Regions from separate parts of the Mus musculus genome. Here region 2 is linked to region 1. Evidence: chromatin contacts called from public HiChIP or PLAC-seq data. All regions are on one chromosome and are shown on one strand. Each heading gives the region's core, a stretch centred on a gene start, on an enhancer-like site or on the middle of the called end of the contact. The rest is flanking DNA. Distances are from core to core; before and after follow the strand shown.

Region 1 (5,672 bases), core at 1,810-4,309:
GTCTAGGTTCCATCTCTTGGAGTAGGCCTTAAGTCAAGTCAGATATTGGTTGGCTACTCCCAAAAGCCCTTACCACGATTGCATGAACCTATCTTGCAGGCAAGACAATTATCAGTCAATAGGTTTGATAGTTTATCTTTTGTGTATGGAACAAGCATGGCCAGTTCTTGAAATTTTCCACTCTTTGATAAACTAATAGCTATATCAGCTTATGGAATTCTGGAAAACACAAAGCATGCTGTGTTTGTTACTGAGTTAGTTTACACACACACACACACACACACACACACCGAGTCATGTTAGTAAATATTTATACCTTCCCCAAGGCACAGAGGGTTTATTTTACGTTCTTCTAAGCACTTTACAAGTGTTGGCATATTCAGTCATAAAAACAACACTCTAAAGCAAATATTATTGTTATCCTTATGGAATTTTAAATAAGAAACTAAAGCCAAGAGGTTAGGTTACTTCGCCAACATGTGTCATTAAGCCTGGAAATCAAACCCAAAGACAAAAAGCTCTGTGATACATAATTCATAATTTCGGGAGACTGGTAATTTACAAACTTGGTTGAGTGATACAGTCTTCCGTATTCTAAAAGGAAGCACAACAAATGGCTGTATGTTTTGTAGCTGGGTTTCAGAAGTGCATAACTAACTTTTCTTCTACAGCAATGATGCAACTTGTCATATTTTCTCAAGTTGCCCACGTCTGTAAGAGTAGCAACTTTTTTGTAGAGAAGCTTGGAAGCATCCACCTTCGACAGCTAGTGAAGTGTGCCCTCATCAGTAAGACGCCATGTACACTGTTATGACCTCCTGAGAAGGACATGTGTGGTCTTCTAAAAGTTATAGCTGAATCTAATCTCTGTCTCTCTGTGTCTTTGCCTGTCTGTCTGTCTGTCTCTGTCTCTGTCTCTGTCTCTGTCTCTGTCTCTGTCCCTGTCTCTGTCTCTGTCTCTGTCTCTATCTGTCTGTCTGTCTCTCTCTCTCTCTCTCTCTCTCTCTGTCTGTTTATCTCTGTCTGTCTCTCTGTCACAGTCTCTCCCTTTCTCTGTGTCTTTCTCTCCAGATACAATCAGAATAATATTTAAAACTGAGTAATGTCCTTCAAAATTATTAAAATCATGAAATAATTAGAAAAAAACAGAAACTCTGAGATGTTATAAGTTATTGTGATACAGTACCTTGGATCAGCTTCTGGTATAGAAAGAAGACATGAAAAACATAGCAAAAAAAGTCCAAGTCCTAGTAAAGTCTAGAGTTCTGCTAAAACTGTGTGTGCCTGTTGTTTCTCTAATTTGACCACAGTGGTATCCATAGCAATGCTCAGTATCCATAGAGTCACAGTGGAGAAGCCATAAGAAAGGTTCATAGATACCATATTGCTTTGCAAGTTTTATAAATTTAAAATTGTAAGCTCCTAAACCAACTTAGAACAGCACCCAAATGTAATTAACAGACCTGAGTGCTCTACCAGCTAACTTTCAAGAAAGGAAATTGGATTTTTGTTGTTGCTGTTGAGTAGATACTTACTCAAACGCAAAAATCCAAAATATTTTTTGCCTTAGTTGGGACACTTCATCGTGTTTCATAGGATTAAACAGTTTGCTTTTGGCATTAATCATACTGTCTGAATCTCTTGTGTACTTCTTGTAACTGAGGGAAAAACGAGAAGAAAATTTGCTGTGATGTTCTCCAAAGCCAGATCAACACTGACTGACGTAAAAGCAAGTTCTCAGTGGACAGTCATCGAGTCTGGTTCATCTGCAGAAAGTGCCAGAAGAGTGAAGCATGCTGTGGGACCGGCCAACTCTTGTAGATTAGTAGAAGTGGACTCGTGGGAACAACTGAATCAAAGTCACTTGGTTTTGTAAATGAAAAAAAAAAAAACAATAAAGGTGGTGTTGGCATCATTATTTTCTCATTAAATGCCACTTGAATCAATGAAATCTTTTTTAGATCAAAATTGCAAAGTTTTTAACACAGGAATGATGCAGTCCAATACAATAAGCAAATTCACCCTTTTATTTAAACACCTGTTTTTTAAGGTGTGTACTTTGGAGAATTGGATACCGAACTGTTTGTTGTCCAACCTCTAAGCCCATATAAACCAGAATCTTTACATTTGTCTCCTAACCTGGGACGGGTGGTCATTATAAGAGCATGTCATTAGAGGAGAAAAAGAAGAAATGGAGGATTGCCAAAGTTACAACAGAAAAGAAGTAAGAAAATTTCCCCCCGGGGAAATGTTACATAAAAGATTTTTCTTGGAAATAAAAATAGTATTGAGACTGATATTATGTAATCATAAATAAAATTAAGGAACTTGAAATATGAATATATAAACCTCAAATGAAACTTGCATACATAACATGAAGGTCTAATTTTTAACCAGAAAAAGTATGGATCACTATAAGAACTGGATTTTTACGTTTATCTTTACAGCATTATTTTTATGTTTATTATCTTCTAACTTCTGATCAGAAATATCTTTGATGGCTTTTTGCTTCTAGATTCTATCTGAGGGGTGGGGGATGAGAGGTTCAAACAGCTTTTTAATGAATGTGTTTTATTGAGGTAAAAATGGGAGTAGGCAAGACAGTGGGAGGACCTTTGGTGGAGTCACACCCTCAGGCTAGTTTTGAAACTTGGTCTAACGGGGATACTGATTTTAAAGGACAGAAGCATTGCTGATTTGCAACTGAATTAGCTCCTGGATAGACGTTTCTGAATAGTTAAGGACACTATAGACTTTTAAGATTCAGTTACACAGGGTGGAAAGGGTGGCCTGGCTTTGTTTTATGGAGATTCGTTAAGCAGAGAAAGCAAAGAAAGAAGTGCTTGCCTTCTGAGTGCAAGTTACCATCCCGGCATGTGGGCATGTGCTCAGAGGGTGAGGCTGGGCAAATGGGTGAACTCTGGGCAAGCACTGAACGAGTGGTAGATTCCTTAGTAACCAATGTGACAAGAACGGAAGCATCCAACAAACCAGGGCGGTGCCAGGGGTGGGGGTGGGGGAGGGTGTGTTCCGTGCTATGAGTAACTTGGTGCTCCCTGGGAACATAACAAGGTCAGCAGTTGAAGACAGTGTCCTTAAGTTCCGTAGTGTGTTTTGTCTCCAGCCCTCAACTGTGCCATTACTGTTCCTCTCCCGCTCGTTATTAGTTGGTGGGTATTTACTTAGTTGCGCTCTGTCAGGCGTTCATCTGAATCAAAAATGAAGAGGAGGGTGGGGAAGCGATCAGATGCCCATGGACTGATTTAAAGTGGAAATGGATTAAGATGCAGCTATTCTGAGGGTAAAGGGATTCATTCCTCATTTCTCCAGAATTCCTTGCGACTAAATACTGATTCTTGACCGCAGCTGATGGAGCTGATCGTTCTTACCCTGCCTGATGACTGTGCTACATTCAGGTCGCATTCCTTTGACCACAGAGGCTGCAATAACAACACGTATATTGATAGAATAATCCCTATGTCACATTGCCTCAGAGAGGAAGTTTGTTCAAGTGTTGTTTGAACATGTCTCTTCACCCTCTTCCTATACTGGAAACTTAATCCCGGGGCAAAGGTGCCGAGAGGGCAGGACTTAGGAGCTGATCAGCCGGTGAGGCCTGGGTCTCACAACTGGATCGGGTGGGTCGGTTCTGTTATCACAGAAGACTCATTGTAGCTGAGGTGGGTTCCTGGGAAGGATGGGGTCAGAATGGTCTCTGTCTCTTGGGGGGGAGCGTCTTTTTCTTCCTCTGCTTCCTCCTTTTCCTCTTCTTCCTCCTCCTTTTTTGTCCTCTTCTTCCTTTTTCCCTCCTCCTTCTTTTTCCTTGCAGAATGCTATGAGACTGCAAGAAGACCCTCAGCCGATGTAGCCTCTCCATCTTGGAACCCAAAACCTCCAGAATCAGAAGCCAAATACATTTCAGTTATTTTAAATTATGATTCTGTAGTATTTTGTTACAGTAGCATAAGATGACCCGAACTTAGTACATCAATGGCTTCAGCTGCATATGTTGCAGAGGGTGGCCTTGTCATTCATCAATGGGAGGAGAGGTCCTTGGTCCTATGAAGGCTTGATAGATGCCCCTGTGTAGGAGAATCGAGGGTGGGGAGGCAGGAGTGGGTGGGTGGATGGAGGAACACCCTCATAGAAGCAGGAGGAGGGAGGGTGGGATAGGTGGTTTCCGGGGGAGGGGAGGACGGGGGACCAGGAAAGGGGATAACATTTGAAATGTAAATAAAGAAAATATCCAATTGCTCTTTACTAGAAAGGTGGTTTACCTCACTGTTCATCAGGCATCATGTGTATTTTATAAAATGGTAAAAAAAAAAAAAACAATTATGGTTTTATTATTTGAATGTTTCTGTTGTTACCAAGTGTCTATCGTGCTAGACATCCCCCCATCCCCACGCCAAGGAATTATTTGCGGCACCAGGCTTTCTGTTGAAATTTCAGGCTTAAAATTTTTGCCCTTCTTGTCTAATTTCTTTTACCTCTAAAGAACACGAGAGTACTATAGATGCATATCTTTTTTTAACTTAGTTTGTGTACTTTTTTGCCTTTATTTATTTTTTATTAGATATTTTCTTTATTTACATTTCAAATGCTATCCTGAAAGTTCCCTATACCGTCCCCCCACCCCCCGCCCTGCTGAGGCTATGTGCCAGTGCCTGGCAAATACAGAACTGGATGCTCACAGTCATCTATAGGATGGAACACAGGGCCCCCAACGGAGGAGCTAGAGAAAGTACCCAAGGAGCTAAAGGGGTCTGCAACCCTATAGGTGGAACAACAATATGAACTAATCAGTACCCCCAGAGCTCGTTTCTCTAGCTGCATAGCAGAAGATGGCCTAGTCGGTTATCTTGGTCTTGCAAACTTTATAGATGCATATCTTTAAAACCAACTCACCAACTCACTCTGTAATGCACCGTGCATTACAGAGGAAGTTGTTTTCAACTGCAAAAGCCTTATAAGGGGGCGGGGGCGAAAAGCGAAGATAACAAAAACAGAGATCTGTGGACAGCAACACACACTTGTGTGGTTTTGGTTGGTTGATAGGGTCCATGGCTGTGGAGTGAGGGCTGGGTTTGTGGATGTTTTCTGCTGATTGTCCCCATATACCACTTAGAAAGCAAGGCTGGAAGCAGAGGACATTTAAGGGCAACTTAGCTCTATCACTCCATAAATGTCCAAAGGCAGGGGTTGTTGCTGCTGCATACTGCAGGATTTCCCAGGTGGCAAAATCCTCCTCCAATGCCCTTGCTCATGAAGGGGGCAGCTTGGAAGTGCTTTTAGGATGCATGAAGTAAGGGGTTTATGAGACCCTAACACCCCAACACCTCAGCACCCCAATACTACCTGATGCTGTAAAACTGGTTTGGTCCCTTTGACACACTGAGTCGTGTCTGCTAAGGGTGTCAGAGGTGGGAAGTAGATAGGAGAATGAACAATGTCATTTCACCTCTCTTTAAATTCACTTGATCTGAAGAGCGGTTAGTGTGACTGCAACAGTTTCCTCCCACTGCCCTCCTGAATGCCTTACCACTCTAAATTAACTGCAACGGTGCTTTGAGAACAACATTGATAGCAATAAAATTGAGCCTGGATCATCCAACCCAAACTATGTGTGAGGAACCACAGCACGTGTTTTTGCATATATCACCTGTTGGCAT
Region 2 (6,104 bases), core at 1,485-3,984, 840 kb before region 1:
TGCTGCACAAACACGAAGAAAAGCACTGGCCTTGGCTTCCGTTTTTCTTTACATTTCTTTACATTTGAACAGTGCATGCTAAGTGAGGAAAGAGATGCAAGGGAGATGGATCTGCCAAAATGGGGGGAAATAAAGTGAGAAAAATAGGAAATGCTTTGAACCCACAGGGTTGACTCTGAATAAATTCAGGGGCCGAGACATGAACTGGATATGTTGGGGTTCGAGGTAGACGGGTAAATCTGATGTTGCTGTGGATGGAGGAAAGGACATAGCTGTGGGTATGGGACATGGGGAGGCTAGTTAGGGGGCATTTGAACCTTTCTGAAGGTCTGGGCCAGCGCTTCTTAAACCATGGCATGAGGTGATTGGACACAAGGAAGTTTCCAGATGGACCTGTGTAAGCAGAGTCTAAGACGGAAAAAGGGAAACTTCCCCCTACTCCAAAATTAGGAAAGTAGGCATAAAGGAACTTAGATGGTTTGTCAATGTATTTAATGGGAGATTCAATAATAAAAGCACATCTTGCCCCTGTCAGCACTGCTTTATCTCAACCTGAAGAGCAGTTGGTATGAGTGATGCCATCTTGCTCATGTGATTTATCAATACAGACGGGTACCTGCCTTACATCACAATGGTTTCCATTTGCTGCAAACTGTCTCCCCTTAAACGAACTTCTTAGGGACAGACTACATCTTACTTTCTCTCTAAATATCTGCATGATTAATGTGTTGCCTCTGATGCTGTGGTTATAGTGTAAATATTTGAAGGTGACTGTTTATGTCTAGTAGCATATAAATAGCAGATGTTAAGGTTGGTCAATATTAGAAAGGGTTCTTACGGCTTGAGGCAACACTGGCAAAATAATAATAATAATAATAATAATAATAATAATAATAAATCTCAGTAAAGAAAGCCAGAGGGCAAAGGCTCCTCTCGACTTAAAGAGAGGAAGGATAATAATGCTGGCCGGACCCTGTGCCATGCTGTGGTTTTCCGGCACTTAGTTCAGTGCCCACAGTGTCCCGCTCAATGGCACCTTATGCCTCCTGTACTGTACAGTGTCCTTAGCTAAATGCAGAACCTGAGAGGGAAATAGGGAGCAGTCTCTTATTTTATCCTCTAATCTTTTTATTAGTACCTAATTGTCCTTGTAGGCGAGTGTAGCTTCACGCTTTCTTTGTGTTTAAACAGACTTTAGAGAACACCTGATGTTTGTCCACGGGTACAGGCCAGCTCTTGGCAAACCTCCACCTAGGTTGATGAATTCACCCCCAGTCCTCTCCTCTGCCAGAGGAGACCTCACTTTTCAATCATTAGTGCTTATCACAGCTGAGCAGGAAGGAAACACAGATATTAAGACCGGACTTAGTTCAGGGGAGAGTGCTGCAGTCATTAGCTGTTAGTAATTAAGCATCAGACTCTTATCTTCCATTAGCAAAGATGTCCATGAGACTGTCCCTCTGTCCTCTTTCTGTTTCTACCAGTGGCTCCCTGTTGCTAATTGTTCTATCTTTGCCTAGCTCCCTTCACTGAAAAATTAGTCTAAGGGACCCTGTTTGGGAAACCAGGGGACACCGTTACCAACTGAATACACTCAGATGCCTGTCCTTAGGGACTTTACATTCTGGGATGCCGGCACAATAGCCACGTTACAAGGTAGGTGGTAGTAAGGTAATTCCCCCCACCCCCCATGTATGGGGGAAATTAAAGAAAGGCATGAGGAATCCCCAGTGGGAGGTGAGGATTTCAGTTCTGAACAGTGCCCAGAGAAGGTCTCATGAAGGCCTCATGAAGGTATCACTTAGCGGACTCCTGGGAGGTGAGGGATGAGTCCTGTGGATTGTCTGGAACACATTCTAAAGACAGAGGTGGCAATGAGGGCAAAGGTCTTAGAGCCAGGACATCTGTGTGGGATCTACCATGTCCCTAATAAAAATAAAATCAACTTTTCATGTTGGATGTTTCAATCCATGGAAAGGTTGCAGGCAATACTGACGGTGGATTCCATCAGTCCACCACACAGCGTCATTTAAGGTCAGTGCTCGCATAACTGTCTGTCCAAGTTAGGGCATTAACACTCTGCATCATGGTCTTAAAGCTGTGGAAATCGAGGCCACGGGGACCAGAATTACTCAACAGCAGTCACGATAGCAAGTTGGTGGCTGATGATCACAGCTCAGCTTTTAGCAGTCCTGCCTCTTTCTACCAAAGTCCCAATGGTGGGCACATTTCCAAGCAAACATTGTTTTCGGTATCTCTCACAGTCCATTTTTTTCCAAGCTAGTATTTTCAAAACTATCTTTCAACAATCAGCCCCCTTCATTCACACTTTCACATTTCCTCCTTCTAGTTTTTAAAGTTAGTTATCTGTGAGAGGCCACCTGTCTGACCATTGGCACAGAAGAGGGCTGGAGGCCTCCGCCTCTGTCAACAGATCCAGTGTGAACAGTGATCAGAGAATGGCTCCCACTTCCTCACTCTTAGTTCTTCCTCATTAGAAATAAATATTGCTGTCACACCCCAACTTTCTCACCCAGATCATTGTTTCATCCAAGAAATGTCCCAATGGAATTACAGCATGTCAGCTTTGGCCAGACTAGAGGCTTTAAATGGCTCTGGTGGAAGAGGCTGGGACACATGGCTACTTTCTGGAAAGCACATGGAACAGAACAGGGAGGTGTATCCAGGAACTCGATATGGGGAGGGAGGGTTGGAGGAGGCCACTTTGGAGTCATCACTTTGGAATTTAAAAAGGGATGAATCAAATACCTCCTGGTCTGTACAGAGTCACAGAAGCATGAAGGGATAGGGCTGTACGTCTGGGGGAACCTCCACAGCAAAGTATCTCTTACAAAGCGGAACGATTTAAAGTATGGTTCTTGGACCCTCAGCTCCAGTATCCTTGATGGGCTAGCTAAGAATGTAGATGTAAGGGCCCCATAGAGACCTTCAGAATCAGACTCAGACTCAGGAGCTCTGGAAATCGTCTGTAATATGCTCCCCAAATAGCAATTTTATACAGCAGAGCCCAGAGAGCCAAGGAGGTGGGGATCAAGTAAACTAGCCACCCAAAATTTCCAAAAGCTAATCTGAAAATATTCAGCATATGGACAACAAATTCTAAAAGATCCTGACCGTCACAGCTGGCCAGGGCTAGTCATTAAACCCAACAAGCAGAAGCAATCTGCAGCCACTGTGAGATACAAAGCAAGACAGAGAACTTCTAACAAAGGCATCTGAAGAGCCAGGCCCTGCTGTGTTGAAAAATCAAGTTCACATTTATTTTTGTGAAGGGCTACCTAGTCACAGCTTCATCCACTTCTGCAGATACGGGCTCTTGTGTGGGGAGATTATCTCCTACCTGAGCAGATTTGAGCAATTTAAACAAAACAGAACTGACTTTTGTACCGTACTTCAATCATCACTAATTAAAGACACCCTTTTGCAAGAGGTAGGGAGGGCTTGCTTCCCGTTAAATTTGCAAATGAGCCTTGGAGCAGAGATTGCCTGAGACTGTTTCTGCTTACGAATGTCTAGCACGAGTGCAATCTCATTTATAAACAGCATCACATGAAAGCTGCCACACAACACAGGGTGACATTCCTGCTCCATCCTCTTCGTCCTTTCTCCTATGCGTTTGTGTGTGTATGTGTCCACCAAGTGGGGATGCCAAGGACATAGTTGTTCTTCCAGCCTCATATTGAAGCTTACCATGTATCACATTACATGACATGCACAGTTCTGAAACCAACAGATGCCACAGCAAGCAACTTCATTTAGTGGTGCCCCTCAGCCTCTCCACTGAACATATGTGGCTGTCCTAATTTAATCCTTACCACACTCTGGAGGTAAGTGTTTTGTTATAGTCCCATTTTAAAGAAGGAGACAGTGTAGACTGAGACACTTGCCCATAGGTCCTGTGCTTACCACCATGCTGTGGTCTCCTTGAACATTCTATATTCATCACCTCAACCTTAAATGAATCTTGACAGTGACAGCAAAAAGACTAGTGTGGTCTTGAACTTGAAGGAAGAGCTCCTGTCTCCCCTTTTCATGTGAAACAGCTGCTGGTCAAGGTGGGCCCACAACTGGAGAGCTCAAAGATGCTCAGGGCAGTTCAGTTGTGTAAGCCACAGCCCTTGATGGCTCAGCTTATTAAAAGATACAATTCTCCAGGCAGAAGACTCTGTGACAAAGCTCGAGGTCATAGGCCACTGGAGAGCTGAGTGTTTAAGCAGATGGCTGATGAGTTCATCAATGGCTTGGAGGGAAAGGGAAAGGCACCAAGCCCTGTCAGCAGAGCTTGCAAGGGGCACCATGTTTGGGAGGTGAGGGGGCATTTGGCAGTGACTTTGCACTCATAGGGACACTGGCTCTGCTAGGGCTCTAGTCTGAGGATCTAGGCCATAAGCTAACAGCTCCCTTATGACCTGGGGCTCAGTTAGTGGCCAACTGATAAGAGTTCATCTGATAAGAGAACAGTTGAGTGGTATTGTTCTTAGAAATATGAGATGAGAGAAGCAGAACACGAGTAGTGTCATACCCGCAAGTACGAGTTCACTTTGTGCATCCACACACACACATACACATGTACATACACATACATGCACACTCACAAAGTGGGAGGGAGGCAGACATCAATGGAGCTGTCTATGTGTTTGATGGAGGATTAATGAGAAGCATTTCCCAAGAATCTGGCAAAGTGACATTTGAAGGGACTTAGCGTGGCCTAAAACTCATGAAAACAATTAACCTCCTTGTATCGCCATTTCTCCCCCCAAAATGTAACGGAGAAGTAGAAAGGGGCTTTCTGTGGGGGAGTTTCTAAGGCCTGTGTGTGACTACCTTATCCTTATGTTTATAGTGCCTAATCTGAGTCGATTAATAGAAAGTAGCATCCTTCTGTTTGCATCACTGTGGACCATCTTTATTTGAAAAGGAGAGACGTGGGAGAGAGAAGCAGAAACTCATTTAATTGTAGCCCTGAATTTATCTGGCCTTCGAGCTGGGGAGCATAGTGTTTTAATTTAACATTTTGTACATTTTTTCATAAGTGCACAGTGCAAACAGTGATGGCCTGCTAATTTTCTAAGTGTGGTACATTCTGTGATGGTAGGATGCTGTTACCTCACTCACGTGTCTCCATCCATTGTTCAGAGAGATGCCTGCTGGTGCTCAGTAAGTGTGTGTGTGTGTGTGTGTGTGTGTGTGTGTGTGTATTGTGTATCTGTGACTGTGCTACCAAGATTCTTCCTAGCCTACCATTTTGCCAATGATGGCAGAGGGCCTGCTCTTGGGGCATTTCCATTTTTTCCTTGAAAACTGTCCTTTGTACCTGGTAGATGGAGGCGATGTGACAAGCCACTCATTCTTGATGCCATTATTAGACTGATTTGACTTCACATGCTAGAAAATGAGGTAATATAAGGAAAGGAGGAGGGGGACTGCTCCGATTGGGGCTGGGCTGGGGTGACCACAGGAGCTGAAAGGGTTGCTGAGTGGATGTGTTCACTATAGAGAGCAAACTCAGGGGAGGCAGGAGAGGTAGATGCTCTGTGAGGAACACAGCTATGGTAAAAGGAAGTAAAACAGAAGTGTGTGTGTGTGTGTGTGTATTTGTGTCTGCTCTGTGTGTGACTGGTGTATATGTATATGGTATTTGTGTATGATGTGTGTGTCTGAATGATGAATGTGTGTCTGACATTGTTCGTATGTATATGGTGTGTGTATAGTGTGTGGTTTATGATGTGTGTATTTGTTGTGTGTGTATGTATATGTATGATTTGGTGTATGGTGTGTATGTGTGTGTGCATGCACACAGTGCCATTCGACAGTGTGATCTTATCTTTTTCACTACTATTTGAAGTACCACCTTTGTGTCTATTGAGCTTATACATGAGATCTAGTCCACGAAGCTCGAATATTTGTGAGGGAGGGAATAAACAAGTAAATAACTATATGAAACATATAATAAACATTGACAGCATTGGGATTGAAGTAATGAAGGAACAGAAAGGATAAATGACAGGACCCCAAACTAAGGAAGGGAAATCTCTCTAAGAAAGAGATGTGCGTTCACAGCCAGGGCACAAGAACAGTGGGTG

Evidence for each region. HiChIP or PLAC-seq counts read pairs in DNA pulled down with a chosen protein or histone mark.
Region 2: a contact with region 1 is called in an HNF4G HiChIP or PLAC-seq map of pancreatic cancer cells. The contact joins two enhancer-like sites. A contact is called at or near these places in 2 of 39 promoter capture datasets (both in liver) and 1 of 115 datasets of contacts at active chromatin or transcription factors (pancreatic cancer cells).

Annotation. Positions count from the first base shown.
Region 1 is chr5:90,775,143-90,780,814 of GRCm38.p6, reverse strand. No RefSeq gene overlaps it. Among named protein-coding and RNA genes, the nearest start is that of Pf4, 5.5 kb to the right of the region's middle. Within about 2 kb of position 3,059, at least 17 of the 459 cell types and tissues checked have an H3K27ac peak or open chromatin away from gene starts, as enhancers often do. A contact at or near this core is called in pancreatic cancer cells, where this site is marked.
Region 2 is chr5:91,614,126-91,620,229 of GRCm38.p6, reverse strand. The region is part of intron 3 of Parm1 (prostate androgen-regulated mucin-like protein 1); the gene reads right to left. Among named protein-coding and RNA genes, the nearest start is that of Gm36222, 91 kb to the left of the region's middle. Within about 2 kb of position 2,734, at least 47 of the 459 cell types and tissues checked have an H3K27ac peak or open chromatin away from gene starts, as enhancers often do. A contact at or near this core is called in pancreatic cancer cells, where this site is marked.